Regions from separate parts of the Mus musculus genome. Here regions 2, 3, 4, 5 and 6 are each linked to region 1. Evidence: chromatin contacts called from public promoter capture Hi-C data. All regions are on one chromosome and are shown on one strand. The core of a region is the stretch at or near the end of the contact, and the rest is flanking DNA. Distances in the headings are between cores, read along the strand shown.

Region 1 (4,994 bases), core at 1,441-3,940:
TGCACAGTGAAACAGCAGCAGACATGAGACAAACAGGGGCATTCAAAGGACAGAGGTCAGATCTGGATCTGTGGAATGGGTGGGTCAGGTGGTGCTGATGCAGAGCCGGCATCTGTTAGGCTGCTGTCCTCTAGGTAGTGACGGCCGGCGGCTTTGCTGATCCAGTTCCTCAGGGAAGCTGGGATGGAGCGGGGTAATGTGCTGGGTGGATGGCATCCCTGGCTGGACTCCTGTGGCCTGACAAGGAGGGCTGGGCATTCCCTAACACTGAAAGCTTGCTTTTCTCGATAGCCCACCATAGCACATAAAGAACAAAATTAGTCAATATAAAAACACTTGCTCAGGACCCAAAGACAAGGCAGGGGCCTGAAACTGGGTCTCCAACGGCACAACCCCCATCTCTCCTTATCTGTGCCAAGCTGGCACCACAAGGCTGGGAATTTGGGTGACCTCACAGATCTGGTGCTGGTAGTATGCCAGCTCTCTGACACAGTCGGGTGCAGACAGGGGGTGGGGGTGGGGGTGGGTTGGCTGTGGAGAAAGTTGGGAGGCAGCGATGAGACTAGTACTTCCACAGCATGCCAGGCTGCCCGGTGCCTATCTTACCCTCCACAGCCAGCACTGTTCTTAGGTCCACTTTACACAGGAGGAGACGGAGGCACTTACTATACGTGGTCCTTCCCAGGTTGAGCCACTAGCAGGCCAGGACCTTTGCCCTTTCTGACCTTGTGTCCCTTCCTGTCCCTCCTACTCATCTTTCAGAGCTTCCTTGAGGGACTTTCCAAGGACAGGAACCTCAGGACAGACCCAGCATATACAGGCACTCTCCCTGTCCCTGCTCCATTTAGGCTCAGTGTCCTTGGCTGAGGGCTGGTCTTAGTACGCTCCTATGGGAGTGACCAAGCAGGCATTGAGGGTAGGGCTGAGTGCCTCTTGTCCCCTTGCTACAGTATCTGAGGACACCCCCCCACACACACACACACACAGACACTCTGCGGCCAGCTGATGCTCCAGAAGCGCCCAGAATCCAGCAGGAGTGCATATGGCCCCAAGAACCGGGAGAAGGCAGAATGGGCTCTCCCATGGAGGCCAAAGAAAGCAAAGCCAAGAGCTGCCCACGGTTGGCTAAGCATGAGTGAGAGAAGTGGAAAGATGGCTGACAGGAGGTCAAAACCCTGGAAGGAGGACCAAGGCTCAAACTGTAAAGCGTTTGGGAACCACTGAAGGCCACAGGGAGAGCTTGTGGTGTCAGGAATAGAGAGCGCCTAAGGTCACACCCACCCAATCAGAGGCTCACTGGACTCTGGGCCACCCACCAGCATGCCACTCCCATAGGCCCAGTGGAACCTCCCCTCCCAGGTCACACCCTTCCAAGGAGGCTAAACAGACACTCTGTTCCCACCCAGGGAGTGGCTTCCAGGAACAGACCTCCTGGGAAGTGGACCCTGTGGCAGGTAGCAGACCAAAGCTCCTTTCTCTTAACAAAGCTTTCTTGGCATTACTTTTTCTACCTGGAAAACAGGGGTGTTCTCTAACACCCAACTCACCCATCTCACAAGATAAGGGATGAAACAAGACCAGGCATACACGGTGCGCTCGCTCGCTCGCGCTCTCTCGCTCGCGCTCTCTCGCTCGCGCTCTCTCGTTAAACATTTACCAGCACCAAGATTTTGTGAAAGGCAGCAGGAGACAGAAGCACTCTGGGACAGAGCTCCGGAGCTGGAATCCCAGCTGCTCACCTTACTTCATTAGCTGACCTGGGGCAAATCACTTAGCTTCTTAATAACAGCTTTGGCTCCAGTGATGCTGTACTGCGCGCTAAATGAGTACATACACAGAGCTTTAACGCGGAGAGGGAAGCCCAGCCTATCATCAGTGTTTTATCAGTGTGTGGCCTTCATTATCAGTGGGAAGGGGCTCCCCTTCTCCTCCCACCACACACACCAGGACACACTTTCGAAGGCTCTGTTAGATGTCCCTGGTCCCCCTCCTCACCGCACGTGCCCCACTTGAGTTTTTAGTTTCTGGCCCTCCCAGAACATCTTCACCCGTCAGATTTTTATCTTCGTACCTTCTACCTAAGGGCTGTCTCAGACACCCCCCCAAAACCTAAAACTCAAGCACCTCCTCCTCCTCCTCCGGTTGAGGCTTTTAAATCTTTGACCGGGCAGCCGCCCACTTCTCTAGGTTGTGACCTCCAGCCCTGACAGACACACCCTCTTCTTAAGTTACTCTGAGCGCCCCCTTTTATGAGACCCGTTCCGAGCCCCTCCTATGCGCCCCCACTTAGTATTCCAAACTTTGCACAAATTTCAAACCCGGCCACGCCCCCTCCACCGGTCTAACCACTGGTCGCGACAGTCCCCTCCCCTTTCCCTCATTTTTGGGCCCGCGACCCTTTTCCACGCGACCCTCCCCTCCAAGAGTGAACTTTGACCCGACCGGCCCCGCCCCCTTCCGAATAACCGCTCTCCCACGGCGCGTGCCCAGACCCACCCGCCCCCAGCCACAAACCCCTTGCACGGTAACCCCCTAACCTACCGGCTTGGCGCCGCGGTCGCTCGCGGCCTAGCTGCCTGGCCCAGAACTCTGTGCCCGCGTACCGCCCTCAGCGGTCTCGCGCCGCCGCCGCCGCGGCTACTGCCGCCGCCATGTTGAATCCCCAATGAACATCCGGGGCCTCCCCTACTCCTCGCCGCCCACTAGTCCCCATGGCAACGGAGCTGACCGGGTGATGGGCGGGGCCTACTCGGAGGCGGGGCAGCGAGCCGGGCAGGGTTCCCTAAAACCACTGATTGGTGCGAGTGGCCCAATCGGAGACCGCTAGGTGGAGAATGAAGAGCAGAGATTGGGAAGTTTTGAAAAGGTGCGGGATCGTTGACTCCCCGCCCACTCCGCCTCTTAAAGGGGAAATAACGACTTTCGCGTGGCAGAGTCCCACGGGCTCCCAAAAAAGTAAAGTGGAATACGAGAACATAAAGGCCAGAAACAGTTCTTAAGCACTTATTATGCCTTTGTTAGCACGCGACTAGTTCTGCTGTAAACTGTTAACACAACCCTGTTGTTGTAACACCCATTTTACAGGTAAACAAGCTAATAGGATGCTAGTTGGTTTATGACTACTGAAAGCAAGTTTTGAATGAAGCTCTGTCCGAATCTGGAAATCTGACACTATTTGATCTTAATCTTTTAAATAAGTTTTTTTTTTTTTAAGTCAGTCAATCACGAGTGTGTGAGATGCATCAGTGGATAGAAGGCGCTTGTTGCCGAGCCTGAAGTTTGATCTCCTGGACCCACACGGTAGAACTGATTCCCAGGAGTTGATCTGTAGCCTCCACAAGAGAGCCATAGACATAAAATAGAGGGATAAGTGTAATTAAGTGTTTTTAAATTAATCAAAATGGAAAACACAGCGGAAACAAAGCCCATAAACTAATACACCCTTCCACCTATGGGTTCATTAGGTCTTACTGAAAAATTTAAAAATGCTTTCTCATCAAGGATTTTGAGGGTTTTATTTGTTTATTTGGGTATCAGACACTGAACTTAGGGCTTTTATACAGGACAGGCAAGCAGTAGTACTAGGGAAGTCCCCGGCCCTAGAGAATTCTAGGCAAATGCTTTCCCCAGCTGAGCCCCTTGGGAGACTGAGGCTACAGGTTTTCCCAAACAGGCTTTCTCTGGTTCTTTTCACGGGCTTTTTCTTCTGTCTGGAAGATTCTCTTCTTTAAGCATCCTCCTGACTCCCAGGGTTCCTTTGGGTTTTTCCTCAAACATTATGTTCTCTAAGGGGCAAAATGTCCTACCTTGTGCTATTAAATCCTTTGCCAGCTTCTGGCAAAGCTTCCTTTCCTTTGCCGCCTGTGGTTTTGTGTTTGGCTGGCTGGTTTTGGTTTCGTGAGACAGGGTCTCAGGACGTAGCCCAGGCTGACCTTGAACTATGCTTTTTGCTCGTAGCCAGAGCCTTGATATTATTGGTATGTAAATGCTCAGTACATATTTATAAAAGGGGTGGCTGACTAAAAGGTAATTCCACCCTCCAAAGATTCACTTAAATGATGCTTGCCTGTGTGCTTCACCTGCACACTGCCAGGCACACCGCAGGCATTCTGTTAACATGTGCAAACCAAGAATGAATGAAGGGCTGCGGTTCAGGTCTCTGCTTGCCTTCTTTTCTCCCCATCATCCCTATCTCTCCCTTCAGCTTATGTCCACTTGAACTCAAGGCCTCCGATGCACTAAGAGAGTCTTTTAGCACTGGGATTACAGGCACGTGTCTCCTTACCATGCCTGGAAGAATGGTCTGAAATATATATCTTAAAAAAACGATTTATGGGGAGAACTGGAAGGAGTGGAGGGATGGGACACTGCAGTTGAGAAGTAATGTATGAAAGAAGAGTAAATAAATTTAAAAATTATTCCCGCTGGGCAGTGGTGGTGCACGCCTTTAATCCCAGCACTCAGGAGGCAGAGGCAGGCGGATTTCTGAGTTCGAGGCCAGCCTGGTCTACAGAGTGAGTTCTAGGACAGCCAGGGCTATACAGAGAAACCCTGTCTCGAAAAACCAAAGAATAAAAAATAAAATAAATAATTATTCCCCACCCCAGAAAAATAAGTAGGTTTAAAGAAATATTCCCCATCCCTCTGTGTGTGTGTGTGTGTGTGTGTGTGTGTGTGTGTACCCCTCTGCGTGTGTGTGTTCTCAGAGGCTAGAAGAGGGCCTCTGAAAAAGCAACAAGTGCTCTTACGGACGGAGCCATTTCTCCAGCCCCAGAAAAATACCTTTTAAAACTAAGACTATATACATCATCAGTGACTCTTGATGTCAATAAATATTCTTCAAGAAGATTAATCTTGGGGCTGCCTAAGAAGCCATCCTACTAATTGACTCTAATTTGCTCAGCCACACTTTCCTCATTGAGCTCCTGTGCTGTGGTACACAGTTTGCTTTTAGAAACCATCATCCACAAAAATAAAAAAAACAAGCCCAAGCA
Region 2 (4,994 bases), core at 817-3,316, 1.3 Mb after region 1:
TCAGAGCTGTGAGGAAGAAGTGCTGTGGAAGAAGATCTTGTAAGGAGCCGCTCAGAGATACCAAGATACCCAGAAATGTCAAATCCTTAGTCATTAGACATTCACCACTGAAACACATGCCAGTTACCTCACAGAGCAGTCGTTCTCAAACTTGAGCAGGTATGCACTCAAATTATCTAGAGGTATTGTCAAAATATAGTTAAAAATTCTCAGCCTCACTCCCATGACTTCTGCTCCAGCAAGTCTAGAGATCTAAGAATTTATGCTAATTAGTCTCCATTATTATGCTGAAATTGTTGTACCAGGGACTAGCCTCAAGAAACAGTGCTGAGAGAATAGAAAATTTAAGAAAATCTGGGTCCGGGGAGACATGTTAGAGGGTAAAGCGCCTACTACCATATAAGAAACATAGCAATGCTTTTAAAAAGCCAAGGGGTAAGAACCGGACAAAAGAAAGAAAACTTGCAAAATGGAAAGATATTTGTGAAACTAAACTCTTTTACAAACTTATGGTGGACACTCTAATTGCTACAATATTCCTTGAACTACTTAGTCATACCTATTATTAAAAATAACTGGAGGGATGTAGTAAGGGTTGGTGAGACCAAAATACATTGTATACATATAGACTCTTCAAAAAATAAATATATTTTGTAAAAATACACATAAGTGTTGATAACAATATAACTTCAAACATATAAACCAGAAATGGACCAAAGAGAGATGGACAAATTACATTTCCATTGTGAGCAATATCCCTCCACAACTAAGCAGACAAAAAAAAAAAAAAAAAAAATCTCTAAGGGGGCTGGAGATATGGCTCAGCAGTTAAGAGCACTGACTGTTCTTCCAGAGGTTCTGAGTTCAATTCCCAGCAACCACATGGTGGCTCACAGCCATCTGTAATGGGATCTGATACCCTCTTCTGGTGTGTCTGAAGACAGCTACAGTGTACTCATATACATAAAATAAATAAATTTAAAAACCAAATCTGTAATGTCTGCTGGTGTGGTGATACAGGCCTTTAATCCCAGAAATCTGGAGGTATAGGAGGGTGGATCTCTGTGAGTTTGAGACCAACCTGGTCTACAGAGTGAGTTCCAGGACAGCCAGGGCTCCAAAAAACAAAACAAAACAAAGGCAAAACTGTAAGGTCATATGATGGTCACACAATATATATGTGTATTTGTGTATGTATATGTGTGTGTGTATATATATATATATATATATATATATATATATATCCATACATACATATATGTGTGTGTGTGTGTGTGTGTGTGGTTTTTTTGTTTGTTTGTTTGTTTGTTTTTTTTTTTGCTTTTCGAGGCAGGGTTTCTCTATGTAGCCCTGGCTGCCTGGAACTCACTCTGTAGACCAGGTTGGCCTCGAACTCAGAAATCTGCCTGCCTCTGCCTCCCAAGTGCTGGGATTAAATATATTAATATATATCACAACATATTGCGATATATGTATATACATAAGCATACACACACAACACAATTGAGGAACGATTATTTTTATGCAATGTGGCATTTATGAAAAGTGATTATGGTATCGACCATAAAACATTTTTCAGCTAGACCACTACCCAGAGATATTATCTGAAACAGAAAATGCATTTCCAAATGACTCCTGGATCACAGAAAACGAATTAAAAAAGAAAGCCATTTATATTTAAAAGACAATAAAAAATCTACATATAAATACATAAGAATGTAAAGTATTACATTAACCAAGGCTAAAAATTAATAAGCTAAACTTTGGGGTTAGAAAGCAAACTTATCAAAAACCCCACGAGACCCTCAGCCACTCATCACATTCCCTAACATCACTCACTTGTCATCACAATCACACATCACCCGGCCGACCTCCCTCCTCCAAAACTCAGAGTTCCGTTATTGATCGGAGAAATCCTTGCCACTGACAACCATCAACACAGCAGACAGCACCCGGTCACTAACTCCCAACATAGGCACACACTACTGACTCCACAGAATTCTAGTTGAAACCAACCGGAATCATCTCGGATGACTTCTTGCCCTTAAGACTCAATGGAAGCAGCACGGGGGAGGGGGAGGGGGAGGGAACCACCTTCAAGCACCAAGGTCACTTCCGGTCTTAAAAAAAAAAAGGCCCTGGGCTATTAGTACTGCGCATGCTCAGCATTACCTCCGATGCCAGAGGACTCCAATAACCCACAGCGTGCTTACATAGCTTCAAGATCCTTTGTACACAATTCCTTAGGAGGATCGATTAACATAGTCGTGCCCAGAGATGCCGCGTAGGCCGCCATCTTTCAAATTTACGCATTCCGTACAGCAGAGGAATAGCTATCCAGCCAGATTACACGGAATGAGATAAAGAACGTAGACCCAAGCACTGTGGCCCACGTCCGAGCATCATCCGATAAGAGGAGGTTCTTCTGGACACGGGGTCATGAGTTCTGTAACACTGAGAAACCTAGTTGCCACTCTGAATAACCTGCTCTCTGTGGAAGAAACCATGCGGTGCAGGGGATTCAGAGGAGAAAAAAAAAAAATTGAGAGGGCTTGTGGGAGAAACCATGTGGAAATGAGGGGACAAATCAAAGTGGTACAATCCACTTTGTAAAAAAAAAAAAAAAAACCATTCATGAAAAAGGTAGAAAAAAACCAGCAACTCCAAGAGCATCAGACCAGTATCAGAAGCAACTGGAAGAGTGTCAAAATCTTTAACAAGACAAACCACATTGGGAGATAAAGTAGAATCTGGGATAAATCCCTTGGAAGATACCGCCGTGAAGCTCCCTTCACGTCAGGGTGTCGGAAGGACAGAGAAGAATGCATGGGTGAAGCCCATCCGTTTCCGTTATTCTCCACTCTAACCACCTCAAGTAAACTAGTAGGCAGCTGTAAGAAAAAGAATAGTTTAATGCTAGGCGTGATGGCACCAACATGTGATTAAAAGCACGTAAAATTAAAATATAATTAATGGATAGCAATCTCCTTAGTGTGTAAATGAAGCCTTAATTTAATACCATGGCTCACCCTCTAAATATCTAATTAAGCTCAAAAGACTGACATTACAAGCTGAAATAGGGCCGGGCGTGCTGGTGCACGCCTTTAATCCCAACACTCGGGAGGCAGAGACAGGTGGATTTCTGAGTTCGAGGCCAGCCTGGTCTACAAAGTGAGTTCTAGGACACCCAGGGCTATAAAGAGAAACCCTGTCTCAAAAAACCAAACCAAACAAACAAACAATGCTTGCTTATACTGCTCTGCCTAGGACCGGAGTTCTGTTCCCAGCTCACAAATCTGTCTGTAACCCTAGGTGATGTAACATCCCTTTCTGACCTTTACAGGCAAATACAGGAAAAACAAGCCAGCGATGGTGGCACACTCCTTTAATCCCAGCACTAGGGAGGTAGAGGCAGGCAGAGATTTCTGAGTTCGAGGCCAGCCTGGTCCACAGAGTGAGTTCCAGGACAGCCAAGGGCTACACTCTGTCTCAAAAGACAGAGAGAGAGCGAGAAGAATTGTAAACAAACGCTTCTATTTCCTTTATTAAAATCAACTAATTTAGAGATTACTGTAACAACCACAAACGTGTGACTAGATATACAAACTCATACACATAACTCATAAAATAGAATATTGTGCAGCTAAGAAAGGAAATATTTATATAGAAATGAGTCCCATAAACACCAAAGTAAAACGGTGTACCCAGTGTATGATGAAGCTTGCCTTTGGTCCAAGCATTTGTGAGACAGAGACAGACTGATCTACGTGAGTTTAGTGCAAACCAAGTCTGCATAGTGACTTGCAAGTCCGCCTAGAGTGAGACCCAGACTCAAAATAAATAAAAATTCGAAGAGAATTTTTTTCACTACGTTATAACAGAACCCTATACCTATTCGGGAACAACCACTCGTTTACAATTCTTCCTAAATCTGATAGATTTTAATAACTAATATTCATTCTTTTTTTTTATATGCCACCTAAATGGATCATATAAATCCTATGCTGAGCCTCGCCAACAGAAAAGGGTAAAACGGAGAATCTGTCGTCATCCTGAAAATTCCTACAGTGAGTTACAAGGCCCAGAAATGTCCAGACTCAGGGTGTGGTATCTCAGAAATCATTTCAACAACTTTGTTCCAGGAGACCAGTGCCACGCAGTTCCTTTTTTAGACTACATTTCCCAGAAATACACGCGACTCTACACAACTTCCGGTGCAAACCTACTCCAAAAACATACAGTGATTCTCTGAGATTGGCCCCCTATCATGGAAGGGGCTCAATGCATTGTAAGAGTTTCTGTCCGAGTTTGTATATCTGTCTAGGAATTTCACGCACAAAATTGAAAATGCGGAACGAGCTCCTCGGCCTGCCTCAGGCCGTGCTCTGGCGGGAAATCCGAGAATGGATGCCATCTTCCCCGCCAGTTCCAATCGCGGACTACATTTCCCAGAAGCGTTCGCGAGTGCTAGGCAGCCCCTTCTTTTGCCTGCGGGACCCTCGTCGTCCGGGGACGGGAAAGTGTACGGCGAGCGGCCTATAGGCCCTTGTTAAGGCTCCAAAGCTGCGGCCCTGGGGTCTGAAGGGAAATACCAGTCAGTATCTGAGATGTCAGGTCAGTGGGAGCTGGTCTAGCAGGATGAGCAGCAGTGAGGCTTTGGCTCTGTTTAAGTGTGACCTTAAGTGACTCTAGGACGCAGTGAGTGCGTGGCTGTGATTTTTAGGATTCTTTGGTGGGTGTGTCAATGACCTGTGAACATGCGCAGAGCTGTGTGTGTACGTATGCACGTTTTCTTTATTATATGTGATTAATAACTTTGTGGCAGTGTGTGTGATTGTGTCCCAATGTGTTTGGACCTATTGTGTGTAACGGTATAGCACCTGTGTATGAGGGATATATCAGATAGCCAGTAATTATGCTTCCAAGAGTGTTAATCAGAGGGGGACTGTCTGTATGTTTGTATACTATGTGTATTGGGTACCTGTGACTGTGAG
Region 3 (4,994 bases), core at 1,872-4,371, 1.2 Mb after region 1:
AAGATTCAGAGCTCACACAATAACAGGTGCGATGACTCTAGAGAATACGGTAATCGTAGGAGAGAGCAAGCAGGTTCTGGTGGCTGTGAGCCACAGAGGCTTCCAGGGTATTGCAGCCTCTGTGGAATGGGCAAACATTGGTCAACGGTCTGCTGGTCTAAGGGAGACATAAGAGGTAACCTCTTGCCATCGGGAAACAAACAGAGGGGCCTGTCATCTCAAGGCCCCACAGCAAGCAATACGAGCCATTTTTCTTTGGTCATTCAGGAGGTGCCAAGCAGTCAGAAAAATCAAAATTAGGCATTTCTGATCTTATGTATGCTACAGAAAGAAGTGCTGATTTGGCTCTAGCTACAGATATCCCTCTTACATTATCCACAAAAATTGAATGTTATAAGTTACCCACTGATGTATTATGGTCCCTTACCTCCAGGAACAGTGGGAATAATCTTGGGAAGAAGTGGATTAACTTCTCAAGGATTTATTATGCATCCAGGTATAAATAGATGGGAATAGCAAGGAAGAAATAAAAATCATGGCATATGAGAAAAAGGAGATGCAAATTGACTCAGGGGATAGAATTGCTCAACTGTTTTTCTTACATTAAGGGCAAGGCTGCTTGCTCCAGTAGAAAGGACAGGAGTTTTGGGGAGTACTGGAAAATGTGTGTTCTGGCAAACAATGATCAATGATCAGCAACCCAAATTAATGGTACAAATGAATGGTGGTGCCATAGAAGGTTTGGTGGATACAGAAGCTGATGTTAGTATACTGTGACAGTTTGTATATGCTTAGCCTAGTGAGTGACACTATTAGAAGGTGTGGCCCTGTTGGAGTAGGTGTGGTCTTGTTAGAATAGGTGTGTCACTGTGGGTGTGGGCTTCAATACCCTCATCCTAGCTGCCTGGAAGCCACTATTCTGCTAGCAGCCTTCAGATGAAGATGTAGAACTCTCAGTTCCTCCTGCACCATGCCTGCCTGGATACTGCCATGTTCCCACCTTGATCATAATGGACTGAACCTCTGAACCTGTAAGCCAGCCTCAATTAAAAGTTGTCCTTATAAGAGTTGCCTTGGTCATAGGGTTTGTTCATAGCAATAAAATGTTAACTAAGACATATACTTTCCCAAAAGTTTTGGAATCCAGATTGGCCACTTCAGAAGGTTTACACACAATTTATAGGAATCGGTAAGTTATCACGAATAAGACAAAGTGTCCAATGGATTACCTGTGTGAGACCAGAAGGGCAAACAGGTAAGTTGAGACCTTATGTGGCTGATCTACTCATAAACTTATGGGGAAGGGATCTTTTACAACAGTGGGGTACTAAAATAAATATTTCTGCAGTTCTAGGGACAGCATATGAGGAAGCCAGGTGTGATATGGGAGATGTTCCTGGGGAAGGTATTAATACAGGTGATCAAAAAAGTCAAAAGCTGTGCCCATGATCCAAAACAGGACATCATAGCAACTGAATTTCCAAACTTATAAAAGTGGACACTGCTGATGCACCAACAACCTTGCCTCTAAAATGGTTATTAAACAGACTAGTATGGCAGATGGCCCACAACAATAACAACAACAACAACAAATTGCAGGCGCTTGGACAACTGGTATAAGAGCAGCTGGAGGCTCAACATGTAGAAGAGTCTACCAGCCCATGGAATTGTCCTTTGTGTTGTGAAAGAAAAGAAATCAGGTAAATGGAGGATGATAAAGGACTTAAGAGCAGTTAATACGGTACAATGAAGCAAAGATCAGCAAAGACTTGAAACCAGCAAAGCAATGCAAAGCTAGCTATACACTAGTCACTGTGGGTTGACTCCTATTTATACTCTCTCCAAATATCACATGGGTCTGCATCACCTGACATTTCCTTAAACTTCCACTTCAGGGTACACTACAGGAATGCAGTCACAGGATGGGCCAGAATTTTCAACAGGAGGAAAACAAGCCACATCTTGACAAAAGTAAAGGGATGTCAGGAAATCATAAGCTACAGGACAGAACTCGGGAATTAAAAAAAAAAAAAAGTGTGACACACACTAGGCTCTTGTAGATGCATATTCAACCATTTCAGAGATCATTTTGGCCCAACAGCCATAGCACCTATCAAGAAATCAGAGAAGCCTAGGGGCTTCCTATGCAATGGAAACACCAGACAAAAGTAGGGTGACTGTAGATAAGGACAGAGTCTACCCCCAGGATGTGACACAAGTCCCCTTGGCTGGAGTCACAAAGGTACAAAGTTGCCTCACCTATAGTGACTCTCCAATTAATCCCACACCACGGGGACACAAAAGCTATGGGTGCCTCAAACGAAAATACAATCCACCCCACACGGAAGCCTTAACAGGGAGAGCCAATCACAGTCACTGTTGCCCCCACCCTCACCTTACCTCTACCGAAATTAGAAAAGGTCCACTGGGAAGCAGTCACACCTCAGTCGGTCACCTCACACGCTCCCAAAGTTAGGCAAATGCTCACAAACACAAAAGCCCAGGGACCTCACACTCGAGGGACCTCACACTGGTAAAAAAAAAAAAAAAGCATGGCACAAAACGGTCACACAGACTCCAGCCACACACACAATGGATGCGATCATACTCACCAATCAAGGAATCCTCTCTGCCTCCATATCCCCTAGACTACCACCCAGACACATGATAACAATTCTACACAGCTCCGGATCTCCCGGAGTCAGCTTCATTGCACTGCACAGGATGGTGCATCCAAACCCTTGGCACCAAAGGCGTCTCATTATCCCTAAAGTTCTCCCCAAACCTGTCAGGAGTACCCTGCCCACTCCTTAAAAAAGGCTCCCAGGAGAGGGAAATACAACGCCTGGAAATGTCAGGGGCTGAAAGCTGTGGCCTGAACAACAGATACAAAGTGTTCGGCTATTCGTCGGAATCGTGAGGAAATCCCAGCGGTGAAAGACTTCATAGACCTAGATCAGGCTCCTCGACCCAGCACTATCTCAGCACTGCGAGTTTCCAGGGAACCGAGGTATTCTGGGAAATGTAGTTCAAGGCCGTGCTGGTGACCGGAGGCGCATGGCTCGAGTAGGCTGAGTCATCCAATCCCCAGGCGGAAATCTGTCTAAGGAGGCTGTTCCGAATTCGACTTCCTGCTGGAAGTTGGGGCCACAGACCGGAATGTAGGACCCCAGCGCTAAGACCAACCCAGCATTGGCAGTCTGACCAAGAGGAAGCCTCGTCCTGTAGGTGCAAGAGTACGCAATGACAGCCCTGAGCGTGTGTGAGAGAAAGCATAGGGAGGTTAGATTGCATGCGCGGCTGGATCTGGGAGGAGTTGGACGGCAGAGAAACTGCGAGGTAAGGAAAATGAGCGTGAGCAAGAGTTGGGCTCGAGCTGTGGCGCTTTGTGAGTGGAGCGAGCTGTTGTGGGGAGGAGACATTGTATGCGGATCGAATGGTTCTTGGGGATTGGGTCTCGACTGGATGGATCCCTGTACAGGAGTGGCTGAGATTATAGAGATAGCGGAAGCTTCCTAAATCTCATTTTCTTTTCAAATTACGATTAGTAAGTGCGGTCTTCTGGAGTGTCTGTGGGAGGGAAAATGTATAGCTGATAATAACTAATTAGCATTGTTATTTTTCTGTAAGTTAATTGTGCGGCGTAGGCAATCTACAGGCAATATAGCCGACTTTTTATTTTTAACACAGTGTTTTGTCAGTCGGGGTGGTTTTTTTTTGGGGGGGGGCGTTATTAACGCTCAGGGTACCCCAAGCAGACATCGTCCCTTCTCTAGAGAGTTCCTGAGGAGACACAGGTAAGGTTTGATTTTGAGGCTGGCTTGCAATTCTCTTTATAACCAAGGTTGACCTGAACTCCAGATCCTCTTGTCAAGTGGTTTCTGTTGGTTTGTTGTTTAGACAGGATCTTGCTGTTTAGCCCTGGTCACCCTTCAGAGGCCGTCCTCCTGACTTTCAAGGTCTGGGATAACAGGTGTGAACTACCATGCCCTGCTCCAGAAGGTGATAAACGGAAGTTTATTACAGAGAGCAGCATCACCATGATTAAAACAAGCTGCACACAGTACTTAAGAGCCAGTGGGACACAGCCATAGAGGTGTGTGTCCATATCAGCCAGAGTCAGTGGACACAGCCACAGCGGTGTGTGTTCATATCAGCCAGAGTCAGTGGACACAGCCGCAGCGGTGTGTGTCCATATCAGCCAGAGTCAGTGGACACAGCCGCAGCGGTGTGTGTCCATATCAGCCAGAGTCAGTGGACACAGCCACAGCGGTTTGTGTCCAGATCAGCCAGAGTCAGTGGACACAGCCGCAGCGGTGTGTGTCTATATCAGCCAGAGTCAGTGGACACGGCCACAGCGGTGTGTGTCCATAGCATCCAGAGTCAGTGGACACAGCCGCAACGGTGTGTGTCCAGATCAGCCAGATTTAGAAGGTAAATGTCATCTCATTTCTTTATCTGAATTAAATAGAAACCTCAGTACCATAAGCCTGCCCCATTCCCTTTCTGTTTTTGAGACAGGGCCTCTCTATGTAGCCCTGACTAGCCTAGGACTTACTATTTAAATACATACTCATAGTGAACTCAAAGATTCATCTGCCAATGCTGATATTTCAGTTGTGGGCCACCATGCCTGGCATGCATGTATATATGTACACATATATGTATACATATATATGTATCTATATGTGTGTATATACACACACACACACACACACATATGGTAGCATCATTAAAGACCAAGCACAGTTGTCAAGTGGTAGTTTTTGTTTTTGAGATAGGCTGTAGCTTACGCTGGTCTCAAACAGGATACATGTCAGTTCAGAGTCTAGGGCTGAACCCGGACCCTCCCAGCTCCACTCTCCAAGTGCTAGCTAGGGCTGTGGGGGAGCCCCATCACACCCTTCCAGTGAGTTGGTATTTGATTTAAAATTCAAGTCTTGCATCATCCACTCTCAGGTAGGGAGATGATAACTTCACTGAACTGGATGCAG
Region 4 (4,994 bases), core at 981-3,480, 1.2 Mb after region 1:
TGATCTATTGCCTCCTTTCCTCTCTCTCTGCTCCCTGCTCTTCCTCACCCCCTACTCCTCTGTTTATGATTTAATTTTAGCTGGGCATGATGTATACACCTTTAATCCCAGAACACAGGATGCAAAGGCTGGTACATCTCTTTGAGTCTAAAGGCAGCTTGGTCTCCACACAATTCCAGGCCAGCCAGGGCCATGCAGTAAGACTCTACAGTTTCATTATGTGTGTGGTCTGTGCCTGTGAGGGCAGGTGCTATCAAAGACATGTGTGGCACCAGAGGCATCAGCCTGCCTGGAGCTGGAGTTTGGATGGCTGTCAGGCACAGGGGTGTTAGGAACCAGGAACTGGACTGGGTCCTCTGCAAAAGCATGCTCTTAATCACTGAGCTGTCTCTTCAGCACCTTCTTGTGTTTTGAAACAGGGCCTTGCTCTGTAGTTTTTTTTGTCTTGTATTTTATGTGAATCAATGTTTTGCTTACATGCATTGCCAGTTGCCCATTGAAACCAGAGGAAGTCATTGCATCTCCTGGTATTGGAGCTACAGACAATTGTGAGGCACCATGTTAGTGCTGAGAGCTGAACCTGGGTCCTCTGGAAGAGCAGTCAGTCCTTTAAGCACTGAGCCACCTTTCCAGACCCCTCAATTATTAAATGCTATAATATTTAATAATACTAATCATCATCATCCTCATCAGTGTTAGAAACCTATCAGAAGACAAGCTACCCAATAACCCAGGGTGGTGCCTAATACCTGTAATTCCAGCTGAATGGAGAAGCTGATTCAGCAGAATCACAAGTCCCAGGCCAGCCTGGGCTGTCGTTCAAATAAACAGCCCACCAATGTCAGGCTAAAGGGGCCCCCACAAACCAAATCTTGGGAAAAAAATAGGCATCAAAAAGAATTAAATTAACTATAACTCATTAAGAATCTATGCATATGTGCTGTTGAGACTAAATTAAACGGGCTAAAGGAAAGCTCTTTCTAACATAACTCTCTTAGGGTTTTATTGCCGTGAAGGGACACCATGACCAGGGCAACTTTTATAAAGGAAAACATTTAATAGGGGCTGGCTTGCAGAGGTTCAGTCCACCATCGTCCTGCGGGAAAGGTGGAGGCTTGCAGGCAGATGTGGTGTACCTTGGGCATATGTGACCTCAAAGCCCCGCCTCTACGGTGATGATACACTTCCTCCAATAAGGCCACACATAAAATCACTACTTGGCATGGGCAAGCATACAAATGCATGAATCTATGGGGCCATACCTATTCAAACCACCACAAGAACATAAGAATAACATGAAAACCCAATCGATTATTCTTTCAGAGAAGCCCATACTGCGATTTCAGGTGCCGTCATTCGGAGCCCCTCTCCTCATGCTAAAGCCTAAAACCCCAAGCCTAAAATAATAAAATAAAATAAAAAGCCGGGTGGTGGTAGCGCATGCCTTTAATCCCAGCACTTGGGAGGCAGAGGCAGGTGGATTTCTGAGTTTGAGGTCAGCCTGGTCTACAGAGTTCCAGGACAGCCAGGACTATACAGAGAAACCCTGTCTCGAAAAAACAAAAAAAAAAAACCAACAACAAAACAAAACAAACAAACAAACAAAAAACCCACAAAACAACAGCCACAACAAAAACTCAAGCCTGCTTTGTTAAAAGAAAACCACGTCCGAAGTGGTGGTGCACACCTTTAATTCCAGCACCACGGAAACAAAGGCAGGTGGATCTCAGAGTTCCAGGCTAGCCTGGTCTACACAGATTCCAGGCTAGCAAGGGCTGCATAGAGAGAGTTTGTCTCAAATAGAGATTTAAGAAGAAAGAAAAACTGGTTAAAAAAAAAAAGAAAAGAAAAAGAAAAAACTCAGGTAGAGGGCGGGGGTGTGGTGGTGTGTGCCGTTAATGTCCACATTCAGGAAGCTTACTGGAGAATCACTTCAATTTCAAAGTCAGCCTGGTGTCCACAGAGAAAACCAGGGTCATTTAGAGAGACCACAGCTTTAAAAACAAACAATAGATGCCCAAACTAGTATAAGTGGTTCAGCCAACGCTCCACGCTGGACCTCAAAGCATCTGGGGGTTAGTTTGTTCAACGCCAGAGCTACTGCTGTAGGCCTAAAGACTTGGCCATTTCTGCCCAATCCTGGATCCTGGAACCAAACTCCCTCTGTCCAGGCCTGCACAAGATGCTACCGAAGGCTCCCCGCCTCCCTGCGGCTCCCTTGTGCGCATGCGCATTGAAGCAGCGAGAAAGAGACACACACAGCCCCACCTCCAACCCCCTTCCCCTGACCAAGAGCTAGGGGCCTGGCTCGCAGCCTCCGCGGGGCTGGAAGCCCAGAACCTAGTCAAAGAAGCTAGTGGCAGTCGGACTCTCAGGCTTGAGATCTGATGTCCCAGAGCCTTCAGTACCACGGTCCCGTCCGTAGCACTTTGGTGCCGCCGCTGCAGCGCTGACCGCGCTGGCAACCCACCCTCCCGGGATACCCGTCAGCTGGGTGGTCCCCGGTCTCGTGCGGCCTACGCTCTTCTCCGGGGACCCGCTCTGAGGACCCCTGGGACTCAGGTGGCCCGTTCGTGGGTACAGCTGCCGTGCTGACGCGCTGCACCTAAACCCCGGCCTGGCTGTGGACAAGGACCGAGAGGGAAGGCGGGGGCCGCGACTTGCACGGTGGAGATACCCTGTGCAGAACCTTAGATTCCCGGCGGGCCTGGGGAGCAGAGAACCGGGGGACACCTCGGACCTAAGGCTGGGCAGCCCCGGACTGGTAACTGGTGAAGCAGAGTGGCCGAAGCAGCAAACTCGGGCACGGGTGACTGTGGGCTGCTGTAGTCTATCTCGCTTGCTGGGATCATACGGATGGGGTCAGCCTGGAGCCCTGAAGCTTGGAAGGGGATTCTGATCAATTTCAGAAAAGCGTAGGGGTGAGGCCAGAGGACGTGGTGGCATACACCTGACTTCTCGGGATTTGGGAGGTGGAGGCAGGGGGAGTAGGCGCTCAAGGTCATTCTCTACTGCCTAACGTTGGGTTGCAAGAGAGAAAAAGAAAAGAGAAGAAGAAGGAAAGAAGAGAAAAGAAAAGAAACAAGGCCTGGAGTGTCTGCCAGTCTTCAGAAGAGACCCTAGAAGCCAGCAGCTACTACTTCTGTTTAAAACAGAGATTATGTGTGAGTTTCTAGAACTTCTGTGTTCCTGTGAAATGCTTGAGTTTTTGTTTTTCGTTTTTGGTTTTTTGTTTGTTTGTTTTTGCTGTTGTTGTTGTTGTTGTTTTGAGTATGGATTTTTTTAATTTCCTTCCCTTTGAAAGACGTTTGTGAAAATGTTTTATTCAACTGTGAGTGGTGTCACTGCCACTCCACTAGGACCAAGTGTTCAAGGCCAGCCTGGGTTACATTGAGACCCTGTCTTTAAAAAAAAAAAAAAGCGAACTATTCATTGCTTTGGGTCTGAGAATTTCCCTGCATTTTCAGTGGGCAGAGACTTAATCAGGATTCCTCTTTGAGTGCGCAGCGCCTGCGGTTCTATGGTTATGTAGCACCCACGTGCTATACATTTAGATGTCCTGTTTTTCTTAGGATTCTCTAATACGGAAATATGTCTGCTAAAGTCTGATGTGTGATTGGTCAAGGACGAGCATGTATTTAAATGATTGAGGTGGTGGCTGGAGGGACCACTGAGGCATTTCCTCAAGCCCCTACACTTTTCGGGTTTTTTGTTTTGTTTTTATTTAAGATTTATTTATTTTATGTATATGAGTGTTCGATCTGCAACATCAGATCCCAGCATAGATGGCTGTGAGTCACGGTGCGACTGCTAGAAATTGAACTCAGGGCCTCTCCAGGCTACACTGGTCATTCTTGTGTGGCACTGGAGCAGCGGCGGCGGCGGCCGATGCATCTCTTGGGGGTGCCGGTGAGAAATGGCAGGGCTAGGGCTAGGGCTAGAGCACTTAGCAAGCTCCGGCTGGACTGCAGGCTTCAGAGGACTGCAAAAACAAGCCAACAAAGACCAGGAGAGCACATTCTTTCTCGTAACATTTATTTTTATGTATGTGCACCTCTTACATGTGTCCGAGGACGCCAGGATACTGCGTCCGGTCACCTGGACCTGGAGTAACAAATGTAAGGACCACGTGGGAGTTGACTGCTGAACTCAGGTTCCCTGGAACGGCAGCCAGTGCTCCTAACCACTGAGCCACCTGACCACCCACCCTACCCAAATCTGTTTTAAGCAGTCTTCTAGGTGATCCTGGTGCATACTGAGGTCTCACAGCCACATTTTGCAGCTGAGTTCCCTGTAGTTTTGAGGAGGTTTTTGGTTTCTGTATAAGTTATCTCTCACCTCTCAGTTTGTGTGTTGGAAGGCAGGTTGTGTATAAGAAGGGAGAAACGGGATAATACATTGATTTTTTTTTTTTTTTTTTTTTTTACATTTTGGAAGCTCTAGAACAGTTCTGCTCTCATGGCTGCACCCTCTCCCTCCAGCTCTAGCCTCTGTGAACGGCTTCACCAGGACATGATCCTCGAGGAAGAACAAGCCAGTTCTTGCGATTCTGGAATCATGGCTCATGTAAGTTGCTTTCTTTGTACTTGATATTTTCTGACTTTACATGTATGTTTGTATGTATGTATATACATATTAATTTGTTTATGTTTAGCATGTGCGCATGCACATAGGGGCGTATGCATGCTGTGGCATACGTGTGATGGCCCCAACTTTTGGAAATTAGTTCTCTCCTCCTTTGTGAGTCCTGGGGTTTGAACCCAGATCCTCAGCTTCCCATGTGGGTCCAAGTGATCAAGCTCATGCATGGATTTATTTGCATTTACTCGTTTTGTGTGTGTGGGGGGGGGGGGAATGCCACAAGTGTCTGTGAAGGTCAAAAGGTCAAAGGATAACTTTTGGGAGCCAATTCTCCTTCCACCATATGTGACCCCAAGATGGAACTCGGGTTATCTGGTGTGGCAGCAAACACATTTACCCTTGCGGCTGCCCCA
Region 5 (4,994 bases), core at 1,180-3,679, 1.1 Mb before region 1:
AAGTGGGGAGGGAAGGAGGAGAGGGAGGGAAAGATAGAGAACAGAGGAAGGGAGGGAGGGAAGGAGGGAGAGAGAGAGAGAGAGAGAGAGAGAGAGAGAGAGAGAGAGAGAGAACACAGAGCACAAAAGTCTGGATTATATAAGGATGAGCCTCTGGGGGAGGGGAAACCCAGCCCCTGGTCCAGAAAGTTCAGGGTAAAGGGCAGGGTAGGCCAGGTAGGCACTGAGGGATGCTGGGAGAACCTGGAGGCCAGGTCCACCTTGGTATGTTAAATACGAACCTAAGCTGTTTTTCCTGGGTCTGAATCCGGGATGGCATGGACCAACTGTGGTCAGGAGGCTCCGGAGTCTAAGATCGCCTACCTATGCATATCGCGGTCCAGGGCTGTGGGGGTAGTAAGTGAATAAAGGTGCTTTGCCATCAGGCCTGATGTTGCATCCCTGCCTCCCATGGGCTGGAAGGACTCTCTCAAATTGTCACCTGACCTCAACATGCATGTCACGGTACACATAAACCCAAAATAAATACGTTCTATTTTTTTAAATAAATAAGTTCCTGGCCAACCTGGGCTACATGAGACCTCAACTTGAAAGCAAAACAAAGAGTTGGAGAGAGGGTTCAGTGAGGACCCAGGTTTGATTCACAGCACCTACGTGGTGGCTCACAACTGTCAGTAACTCTCCCGGGAGATCTGATGCCTCTGACTTTTGTAGACACCAGGTATGTATATGGTGCACATACATACATACATACATACATACATACATACAGGCAAAACACTCACACGTGTAAAATAAATTAAAAAAAAAAAAAAAAAGCAAAACCAAGAGAATGGTGGCTCCGCGCCTTTAATCCCAACATTTGTGGGACAAAGGCCAGCCTGGTCTAGAGAGTAAGTTCCAGGACAACCAGAGTTACACAAAGAAACTGTCTCAAAAAAAAAAAAAAGAAAAGAAAAGAAAAGAAAAAAAGGCATTAAAAACAAACAACTAAACAAAGCAAAACCAAGAACATCTGAAGAACATTTGAGAGTCTGGCTGTCTCACTGCTGAGAGTGTGCCTTGAATTGGACCCTTGCAATAAGGTAAGGGAGAAAAGCCCTGTGTTTATTTCTTAGGAGATATTGGAAGCCATCTTAGAAAAACTGAAAGCAAGCTAGACAAGCTGGTAATGCCTAAATCCTAGCACTAGAAAAACGAAGCAGGAAGATGAAAGATTCCAGAATAGCTTAGGCTACACAGCAAAACGCTGTCTCAGAAAACAAACAAAAAAGTGGCTGGGGATGTAGCTCAGTGATAAGAGTACTTTGGCTAGCACCACCTCGGTGTTCCGTGCCCAACACCACAAAAACTAAGCAAAAGGAATTTTCTTTAGGGACACACCTGCAGCTCCAGGACTAGCAATATGGAAGCCAAGCATGATTAGAATTTCAAGGCCCTTGTCTACACTGGAGTCCTGCTTCACGAGACTGCCTAAAACAAAAAGAATCCGAAAGTGAGTCCTAGAAAACAGGAAGGAGGGTACCAGAGACCAAATAGTGAAGAGCAAGCTAACCCTTCACTACGAAACCATATCACAAAATTAAACACACACACACACACACACACAAAATTTTAAATCTTAGCTCAGTTCTACGGTGTTTGTTCAAAATGCTCAAATGTTAAATCCCCAAAACTAAAAATAATAATAATAATAATAAGTTTGAGTTTGTTCCCAGAGTTGTGAGCAGTCTTTAAGAGTAAACAGCAACAGGCAGACAAATGCGGAAAACGAAAGCGTTGCCTGGGATCCAGGAGGTTCCCCCAAACAAGCAGCAGACCCCTCTAGGTTAAGCATAGACTCCTCCTACAAGACGGGTTGGGGGTGGGGAAGCAGAGCTCCGCCAGCTAAGGGGCGGGGCTGCGGTCGTTCAGGCAACGCAAGCCGCATCATGCTATTGGCTGCTGTCTAGTGCGTCATCCCCCCCCCCGCCCTCCGGTTTGACCCAGCCTTCGGAACTCCGGGGGGCGTGGCCTCCACCATCTGCCCCAAGCCTGCAAAACCGCAGGGAGGGGAGAATGGTGTCACCCGGTGTCACTCTTCAGTGGGGTCTGGTATAAGGGGTCTGCAGTGAAACAGAGGAGTGAGAAACACAGCTGGGTCCAAAGTAGCAGTTCTGACGGCGTTACCAGACTCCACCGTGGAGACTCCGCTCCGCCCCCTGACCAGTAGCCAACCTAAACCGGACCCGGCCCAGTGATGGACGGGGCCTAGCATCCGTGGCTCCTCTTAGCCAATGGCGCCCCGCGGCGGGCAGGATTCCAACCAATCCTGGCTTGCGACTGGCCTCCGGGGAGGAGCCGAGTGGCCCCCAGCCAGACCCAGAGGCCCGGGGAAAGTGAGCCGGACTTCTACCCAGCACTGGTGGAACCCAACCCTGCAGGCTTGTCGGAGGTAGTCGTGGCGACCCTGGCAGCCGAGGTGAGGAGTGGCCGCCTGTGTGAGATTTCCCTGGAGTTAGAGGAGGACGGGGGCGCGCCCCCACGGTAGGCGGAAGCGGGGTATCCCGAGTGGAGAGCAGATTGGTGTGATTGATGGACATTGGAGGGTGGAAGGCTGAATTCCAGCATCAGCACCGAAGGGGGAGCAGGATTACTCAGGAGTTGGAGTTTGGAGAAGCCAGGAAAACGGAGAAAGAACTTTGGAGGAGAGTGTAGGACAGTTTGAGTCTCGAAGAATAGGCTGAGTTTGGAGTTCCACGGTGTTCTGGACAAAGTGAGCGTTTTAAGGCTAGGATATGAAGCATTTAGAGGAACCCGGGAACTAGAGGAACCGAGTATTGGATTCTGAGACGCCGTCGTGAGAAGGGAATGCCGGGGAAGAGTTCACTGACTGGGTCTCGGAGCCGGACTGGGTATTTGGAAAGCCAGAGTCATTTGAAAGTGGAGCCGAATGAGGGGAGATTTGGGACGAGGTCTCAGAATTGGGATATCCAGTTTCGCCGGCGGAACTATGTACCCGAGAGTTATTTGTCGTCTTTGGGCGATGTGATGGGATTTGGACCTCTGCACACCGAGGACAGTTTGGGGAAGAATCCAGAACTTCCTGGGGTGATAGGGACCCAGAGAAAACAGGTTTCTGACTGAAGCCTGGTGGGGGAGGGGCGCTCGGGGCGTGGAGCTCGGATTCACCGCCCCGAAGGCAGTAGAGGGCGGGGCTCGGCGGCCGCTGGGCAGCTGAAGTCCGGGTTCCCTTCCCCCACCAGCCGGAGCTCCCGTACGCATGCTCTCAGAGAGGGCGGGCGTGTCCAGTCTCTTGGGTGTGCTGGGCCTTCTGGGGATTGTAGTTCCAACGCGACAGCCGAAGCTCTGCCTGGAGCCTTTGGGTCCACAGTTCCCAGAAGGCCCTGAGGATACATTGAGGTGTTCTTGGGTCTGGTCTAGCGACCCAGGGAAGGGTGGTGCCTATAAAAAGAGATGATTGGGTTGGACTGGTCGCTAGAGGGTGCAGTTTGTGGTTAGTTTCGCTCTAGCTGGCTTTCCTTTGGGTCGGAGTTTGGGAAATACTCCCTCTCTTTTGAGAGGTCATAGACTCAATTGTAGGAAGCAGGTACGGACAGAAATATTCTTGTTAAAAAAGGAGAAAAAAAAAAGAATTTAAACACACACGTCCCAGCTAAGCCTCGTCTCACACACATTTAATCCCAGCCTTCAGGGAGGAAGAGGCGGTACGATATGAGTTCGAGACACAGCCTGATCCACATAGGGAGTTCCAGAGCAATACAGAGAAACCCTGTCTCAAGTTTGGGTTTGGTCCATTACTCTGTGCTCCATACCTGTTTGTCCTGTGACCTGTTAGGAAAAAAGTATTGTGGGAAAACAATAACAAGATCTATTGAGACCAGAGTTAGGATTTTCACTTTCCAAATGTTAAAATTGATTACCATAATGTAAATTCAACGTTGTGCCTACCACAGACAAGTGATACTCAAGCCATGCCCGGATGTTTTGGTGATTTGTTTTAGGGCTTTTTTGTTTTTCTGAGACAGGTTTGTCTGACCATATTAAACTCTACCTGCTTCTGCCTCCTGGATGGGTGCTGAAATTAATGGCATAGGACACCATCTGCAATTTTTTTTTCTGTTCATTTTCCTATTTTAAATTTTATGTGTATGGATGTTTTGCCTGCATGCTTGTCTGGGCACTACTTGTGTGCCTGGTGGCAAAGGAGGCCAGAAGAAGCCATGGATCCTCTAAAAGTGGAGTTTTAGGCAGTCCTGAGCCATCCATGCAGGTTCTGGGGATCGAACTTGGATCCTCTAGAAGAACAGACAGTGCTCGTAACCACTCAGCAATTTTTCCAGCTCCTTTTATTTTTGAGACACTGCCTAGCTGAGGGTGACCTTGAACATCTGAACTCACTGCCTCCTTAATACAGAGGAGGTGACAGCTACAGGAGTCTCTCCACCCTCACTACTACCTGCTCCCACTCTGTGTCCTGTGCACCCCTCCTCACACTCACTTACCAGTCCCAGCAATCCTATCTGCATCTTGTTCTCTCAATCACATTGCATGCATTAATTTACCCATTCTTAGCCTTGTGGGATTCTCTGTGCACTTTAAATGGAGGTTCTGATACACACACACATACACACACACACACACACACACACAAAAGCTTCCCATAGCTACACAGGCTTGCTTGAAGAAGTAAGGTCCCAAGGTATCTGACTCCACTCTTTTTTCACAGGACATGGGAGGCTTAAAGAGGAAACATTCTGATTTGGAAGAGGAGGAGGAAGAGGAGAAGTGGGACTGGAGTCCAACAGCTCTTCGGAGCTACCAGCAAGCCCTGCTCCGAATCTCTCTGGACAAAGTCCAGCGCAGCCTGGGCCCCAGAGCACCCAGCCTCCGCAGGCACGTCCTTATCCACAACACACTCCAGCAGCTCCAGGCTGCCATTCGCCTCGCTCCAGCACCAGCCCTGCCCCCGGAACCTCTCTTCCTAGGTGAAG
Region 6 (4,994 bases), core at 670-3,169, 1.0 Mb before region 1:
AATCCCAGCACTTGCCTAGGCTGGCATAGGAGGATTTTTATGAGCTCAAGGCTACATGGCTTTTTCCCAAAACGAAAACATTTCCCTCTGCTTACAGAAAAACAAACAAACGAAAAAAAAAAAAAGGTATGTGGGATCTGAGAGCTGAAGTTCAGTTCTCTGGGGATCAGGGGTTGTTCTTAACTGCTAAGCCCCCCAGCCACCCATTAATGTTGAAATAAAATACTAATAAAAAAGCCTCCAGCAAGCCGGGCGTGGTGGCGCACGCCTTTAATCCCAGCACTCTGGAGGCAGAGGCAGAGGCAGGCGGATTTCTGAGTTCGAGGCCAGCCTGGTCTACAGAGTGAGTTCCAGGACAGCCAGGGCTACATGGAGAAACCCTGTCTCGAGAAACCCTGTCTCGAAAAACCAAAAAAAAAAAAAAAAAAAAAAAAAAGCCTCCAGCTTTTGCAAGGACTTGAGTCTGGCTGGGAGCTCCCCATGGCGCTGACTACAGTGGTCAGAAGCTGTAGCTCCAGTCTGATGCTCTCCTCTCTGGCTCCTCACTTGCATCTACTCCATCCCCAATAATTAAGGGAAACCTTGAAATTTCAAGGTCTTACTATGAATCCCAATCTGGCATGGAATTCTTAGTCCTCTTGTTTCAGGGTCTGCAGAGGTGGGTTACAGCCGTGCAACCTATATACCTTTTTTTCTGTGAGCGATTTTCTGTGGTTTTAAGTCTTACATGGGCTCAAGTTACTCCATATGAGAAATTATAAGTCCCACATTTATTTAGATATATATCATGTGCAAGTGACATTAATATTTTGAAGTCACAGTTTAATAAGAACTGTTTTCGTAAGATAATCCAAGGTTATTTGTGTTTTGAAGATGTGGATTCTTGAGATGTGGATACAGAAGTCAGCCCATAGTTACAGAAGAGGATATTCTAATGTGGGGTTATGTGGCTCAAAGCTTGAGTGCAACATCTTTTTTTTTTTTTGAGACAAGGTCTAGCTGGCCTGCCCCAACATCCAGAATGATGCAGTAACAGACCTGTTGCCATACCCTGCTTTGTGCTTGATCTTAACTAACTTGTTTTGGGTCTCTATAAGTAAGCATCTAGGAGCCTGGCAGTGGCAGGCCAGGCCTTTAATCCTATTGCTCAGAAGGCAGAAGCAGGCAGATCTCTGAGTTCAAGACAGCTTGGTCTACAGGGCGAGTTTCAGGACAGCCAGGGCTATACACAGAAACCCTGTCTCGAAAAACCAAAAAAAAAAAAAAAGTCAGGCTGGTAAGATGGCTCAGCGGTTAAGAACACTAACTGCTCTTCCAGAGGTCCTGAGTTCAAGTCCCAGCAATCACATGGTGGCTCACTACCATCTATAAGGGGATCTGATGCCCTCTTCTGGCCTGCAGATCAGAGCACTCATACATTAAGTTAAAAAAAAAAAAAAAAAAAAAAAGAAAGAAAAAAAGAAAGTCTAGGACAGTGTTTCTCAGTCTACCTAATGTGACTCTTTAATACAGTTCCTCATGTGGTGATCCCCCAAACATAAAATTATTTTCGTTGTCACTTCATAACTAATTTTGCTATTCTTATGAATCATAATGTAAATATCTGAATTTTCCGATGATCTTAGGCAACCCCTGTGAGAGGTTCCCAAGTGAAGAACCGCTGGTCTAGGAACTAGGAAGGCAGGAAAGAGAAGAATAAAACAAGATCAAAGCATATGTAAATAAAGCCCTTTGATTGCCGGGAAGTAATCACTGGGCCTTCGGGGAAAGCCTACTTGTTGGTGTCCTACTGCGCATGTGTAATGCTACCCCCCCCTCCGCCCCCCCAGCTCAGAACGGGGCTCTTAAAAAAAATAAATAAATAAAAAGTTAACGTGACGGGTGCCTAAAGTACGCAGGCGCGCTGCCTTGAGCCTGCCTGCCTCCTAGTTCCTGCGCTTGCGGTCTGATGTTTTCTGAGGCCATTCCCTTGGTCTACTACGTCAGTTCCTGTTTGTGGCTGGAAAAGGCGGTATTTCCGGCCAGCGGGTGGGAGGGGGCTGTGAGTGGGGGCTGGGGGCTGGGGGGAGGGGGCGGGGGGGCCCGCGCTGCGCGAGCCGTTGGGCCTGACTCCGAGAAGGCGTCGCCGCCGCCAGCACTGCCGCCGTTGCTGCCGCCAGTTCATAAATAAGGAGCGGGAACGAGCTCAGCGTGGCGATGGGCGGGGGTAGAGCCCGGCCGGAGAGGCTGGGCGGCCGCCGGTGACAGGTGAGTACGCCAGCGCGTGTCCCCAAGCGCCCTCCCCTCCGCGATGGTCGCGTCCTGGCCCCCCGTGGGGCCTCGCTGGGCCGTACCACCCGTGCCCGCCTGGCGGGGACCACGGACCTGGAGGCTCCCCCCCTCTTCCGGAACGGAGTGGGGGCGCCTGCTGCGGGGCTGGGGGGGACAAACCCAGAGGGACGCGGGGCGGGTGCCGTGGTCCATACCACTGCGGCGGCGGGGGGAGCTCTCTCTGAGTGTGCGGGCTGGGGGCTGCCCTCGGGGACATCGGGGGAGACAGCTCCTTCTCTGTGGTGCCAGCCTGTCCAGCTTTTGAGGCGCTCACCGTGTCAAGTGCCGCTTGGGTGCTTTGGGAGCCGTTCCTATAGTGCACTTAGAGGGATGGGAGCTTCTGGAGAGGGGTCTGGGCCCAGGGTGGCCGTGTTGGGGCAGTCAGGGTAGTACCACCTAGACACGAGAGAGCAGTCTTTGTACTTAGAGGAGAACAGGGTCGGGTGGAGGGCTGTGATGTTTATCATCTTTGAGGCACAGGGTGCTGGGAGGCCCGAGTGAGTGTTAAGGGGCGTACTTTTAGGGGTGTGATACTGAGTGGGCGAGGAGCGCTTTTCTCTTCCTGTAATATGCAGGGGTGGGCGTTTACACTCAGCTCACCCTTTCTTGAACTTCTTTATGACTTTGGGGAAAACGGGATCGTTACTGGGCTGCTTTTTATCATGGGGTTGTCCACTCACCACTCCAGAACCCTCTCAGATTATTTCTCTTTAAGGTGTGTGGGACATCCTTTGGCAAGTTCTTTGCTTCCGGGGGTGGAGATGTGTTTTAGAAGTCACTGAAGTTTTCTGATCTCTAGTCTGGCTCCCTACTAGGAAAGGGAGGGGCTATCGGGCTTGGATAAGGAGAAGTGCCTCTGGACCTGCCTGTCACCTTTTGGGCGGAAGGTGTGTTTTAAGGGACAGCTCTCTAGAGCGAAGTGGGGGGGGGGCATCTTTATTCTCAGAATTTGGGGCCCCTGTTTCTCTCATTTGGAGAACTTTTGGCACCTGGTGACAGGCCTCCCCCTGCTAGAAAACCATAGGTTCAGGTCAGGCTGATTTTTAGCCTGTTTACTATTCCCTCCTCAGAGATGCAGGTGAGAGTTCAGGTACTGCCTGGTGTCGTGGATATGGATGTGAAGGGGCCCACGTTTCTCCAGCCCTGGCCACGTGGCTGCTTGTGCCTCCCTGTTACCAGCTCAATCTAGAGTCCTGTTTACGCTCCTACTAGTTGAGTGATAACAGTTGGCCTCTTGGTGAGGTTGAGTGCTGTTTTCCCAGCTGTTCGCTCTGCAGAGGCCAAGGGTACTTGGAGGGGAGTGTACTTTATCCAGCTTGGTCTGACCTAGGGAGAAAGGCTACGTAATAGTGTTTGGGACTGCTTTAGGTTCCTCACAGACCTAGTTTCTTACTGTGGTCCCTAAGCAGGGAACCCCAGAAGTGTGTGGCCAGTGTCCTTGCTCCTTAGGCTAGCTTGTGATCTTGGCTTGCCCTGTAACCTTTGTCCTAGGTCTAAATTTCCTGGAGGATTGGCTGCAGGCCCTGATTGACCTAGCTGACAAGTCTGGTGATATGGTCAAGGGAACAGACAGTAGCCATTGATCTACAGCGTTGGTGTCCGTGCTTGCCGGCCTCAGTGCGGCGTGGTTCCCAGAGAGAAGGTGCAGGCAGTGGGTGTCCTCTAGGGTTTTCTCCACCAGGGATGGGCTTCTCGACCTCTCCAAGGAGCTTTCAGAAGGTTTGCCTGATAGAGTTAACAGGCGCTATAAAAGTAATGACCGTGAAATTGATAGCTGACCTTCACTCAGAGCATTCAGTGTGCCACACACTGTGGAGGATGCCTTGCGGTCTAGAGTAGCAGACTCTGTTGTCATGCTGTCCTTTTTAGTTGAGGAAACCGAGTCACAGGGCTGCACCATTTCAAGTGATAGTGGGTAGTATGTGCTATTTAGTAGTCCTATCATGCTAGGGATATGATAGGCCTTTTGCACATGGATGGCTTCATGTAAGTTTCAAATATTATAGTTGTGTACCTATCGTTCTGTCTACTTTATAGAGACCTAACAGTGAGGTAGGAATGTTATGCCCAGGTCACAGGTAAGGCAACCAAGGCACTGAGCCATTGTGGCTTCTGTTTGCGACTAACTACTCTGTGCCCAGCTTTGGGCTTGTGGCTTTATATAGCATTTTATTTCTTTTTGTTGAAGCAAAATTAGAAATTGCAGCCTGAAGGAGAAGGTGCTTTTTTCCAGGTCTGAATCAGACCCCTTGGAAGCCAGGCTGGGATTTAGACGCAGAGGTCCCAGGCTGCAGTGCTCTCTGCCCTCTTGAGCCTGGTTCTGGGTGTCTGCATTCTTTGGATGTTCCTGTACTTGAAAGTTTCAGCATTTCAGGTTTTTCGGGAGAAACTGGGGGACAGAACTGAATAAGACCTCTTTTAGCCCTGAGTACATGTGTGCTGGGGACAGAAGACGCTAGCAGGAGAGCCATTCCGCGAGGTGGTGAGAGCAGCTATGGACCCCAGTTAGAGGCAGGGTGAGCATGAGCTCTTCGGGCTGTGTGATTGGAGTGAGAATATCTACATGCAGTAGACTCCGAAGGCGCTCAGCTCCAGCTGCTGTGAAGAGCCAGTGAGTGACTTAACCGATCGATAGAAAGCTTCTACCATGGTGCCAAGCCATGGGAGTCTCTGCGGACACTCAG

What was found. Promoter capture Hi-C pulls out the DNA fragments that hold promoters and counts their contacts.
Region 2: a promoter capture Hi-C map of pre-B cells shows a contact between it and region 1, with 2.8 times the contacts expected there. The contact joins the promoter of Zfp27 here to the promoter of Pak4 in region 1. A contact is called at or near these places in 4 of 39 promoter capture datasets (the 3T3-L1 cell line, liver, neutrophils and 1 more), 1 of 115 datasets of contacts at active chromatin or transcription factors (astrocytes) and 1 of 9 other capture datasets (adipose tissue).
Region 3: a promoter capture Hi-C map of liver shows a contact between it and region 1, with 2.1 times the contacts expected there. The contact joins the promoter of Zfp790 here to the promoter of Pak4 in region 1. A contact is called at or near these places in 1 of 39 promoter capture datasets (liver) and 1 of 115 datasets of contacts at active chromatin or transcription factors (astrocytes).
Region 4: a promoter capture Hi-C map of liver shows a contact between it and region 1, with 2.1 times the contacts expected there. The contact joins the promoter of Zfp30 here to the promoter of Pak4 in region 1. A contact is called at or near these places in 1 of 39 promoter capture datasets (liver) and 1 of 115 datasets of contacts at active chromatin or transcription factors (pancreatic cancer cells).
Region 5: a promoter capture Hi-C map of pre-B cells shows a contact between it and region 1, with 2.1 times the contacts expected there. The contact joins the promoter of Sertad3 here to the promoter of Pak4 in region 1. A contact is called at or near these places in 1 of 39 promoter capture datasets (pre-B cells) and 1 of 115 datasets of contacts at active chromatin or transcription factors (pancreatic cancer cells).
Region 6: a contact with region 1 is called in a promoter capture Hi-C map of liver, with 1.8 times the contacts expected there. The contact joins the promoter of Akt2 here to the promoter of Pak4 in region 1. A contact is called at or near these places in 2 of 39 promoter capture datasets (liver and pre-B cells).

Annotation. Positions count from the first base shown.
Region 1 is chr7:28,595,494-28,600,487 of GRCm38.p6, forward strand. Pak4 (p21 (RAC1) activated kinase 4) reads right to left here and starts at 2,691. Exons shown (of 10, transcript NM_027470.3): 1 at 2,542-2,691.
Region 2 is chr7:29,904,038-29,909,031 of GRCm38.p6, forward strand. It overlaps Zfp27 (zinc finger protein 27), which reads right to left and starts at 2,067. Exons shown (of 5, transcript NM_001037707.1): 1 at 2,017-2,067; 2 at 1-22. It overlaps Mir7668 (microRNA 7668), which reads left to right and starts at 2,472; the gene lies at 2,472-2,530. Zfp383 (zinc finger protein 383) reads left to right here and starts at 4,480. Exons shown (of 5, transcript NM_001243908.1): 1 at 4,480-4,614. The coding sequence starts at 4,608.
Region 3 is chr7:29,812,951-29,817,944 of GRCm38.p6, forward strand. It overlaps Zfp790 (zinc finger protein 790), which reads left to right and starts at 3,122. Exons shown (of 5, transcript NM_146185.2): 1 at 3,122-3,339.
Region 4 is chr7:29,781,738-29,786,731 of GRCm38.p6, forward strand. It overlaps Zfp30 (zinc finger protein 30), which reads left to right and starts at 2,231. Exons shown (of 5, transcript NM_001360208.1): 1 at 2,231-3,164; 2 at 4,438-4,566. The coding sequence starts at 4,459.
Region 5 is chr7:27,471,411-27,476,404 of GRCm38.p6, forward strand. Sertad3 (SERTA domain containing 3) reads left to right here and starts at 2,430. Exons shown (of 2, transcript NM_133210.2): 1 at 2,430-2,461; 2 at 4,730-4,994. The coding sequence starts at 4,733.
Region 6 is chr7:27,589,633-27,594,626 of GRCm38.p6, forward strand. It overlaps Akt2 (thymoma viral proto-oncogene 2), which reads left to right and starts at 1,920. Exons shown (of 14, transcript NM_001110208.2): 1 at 1,920-2,247.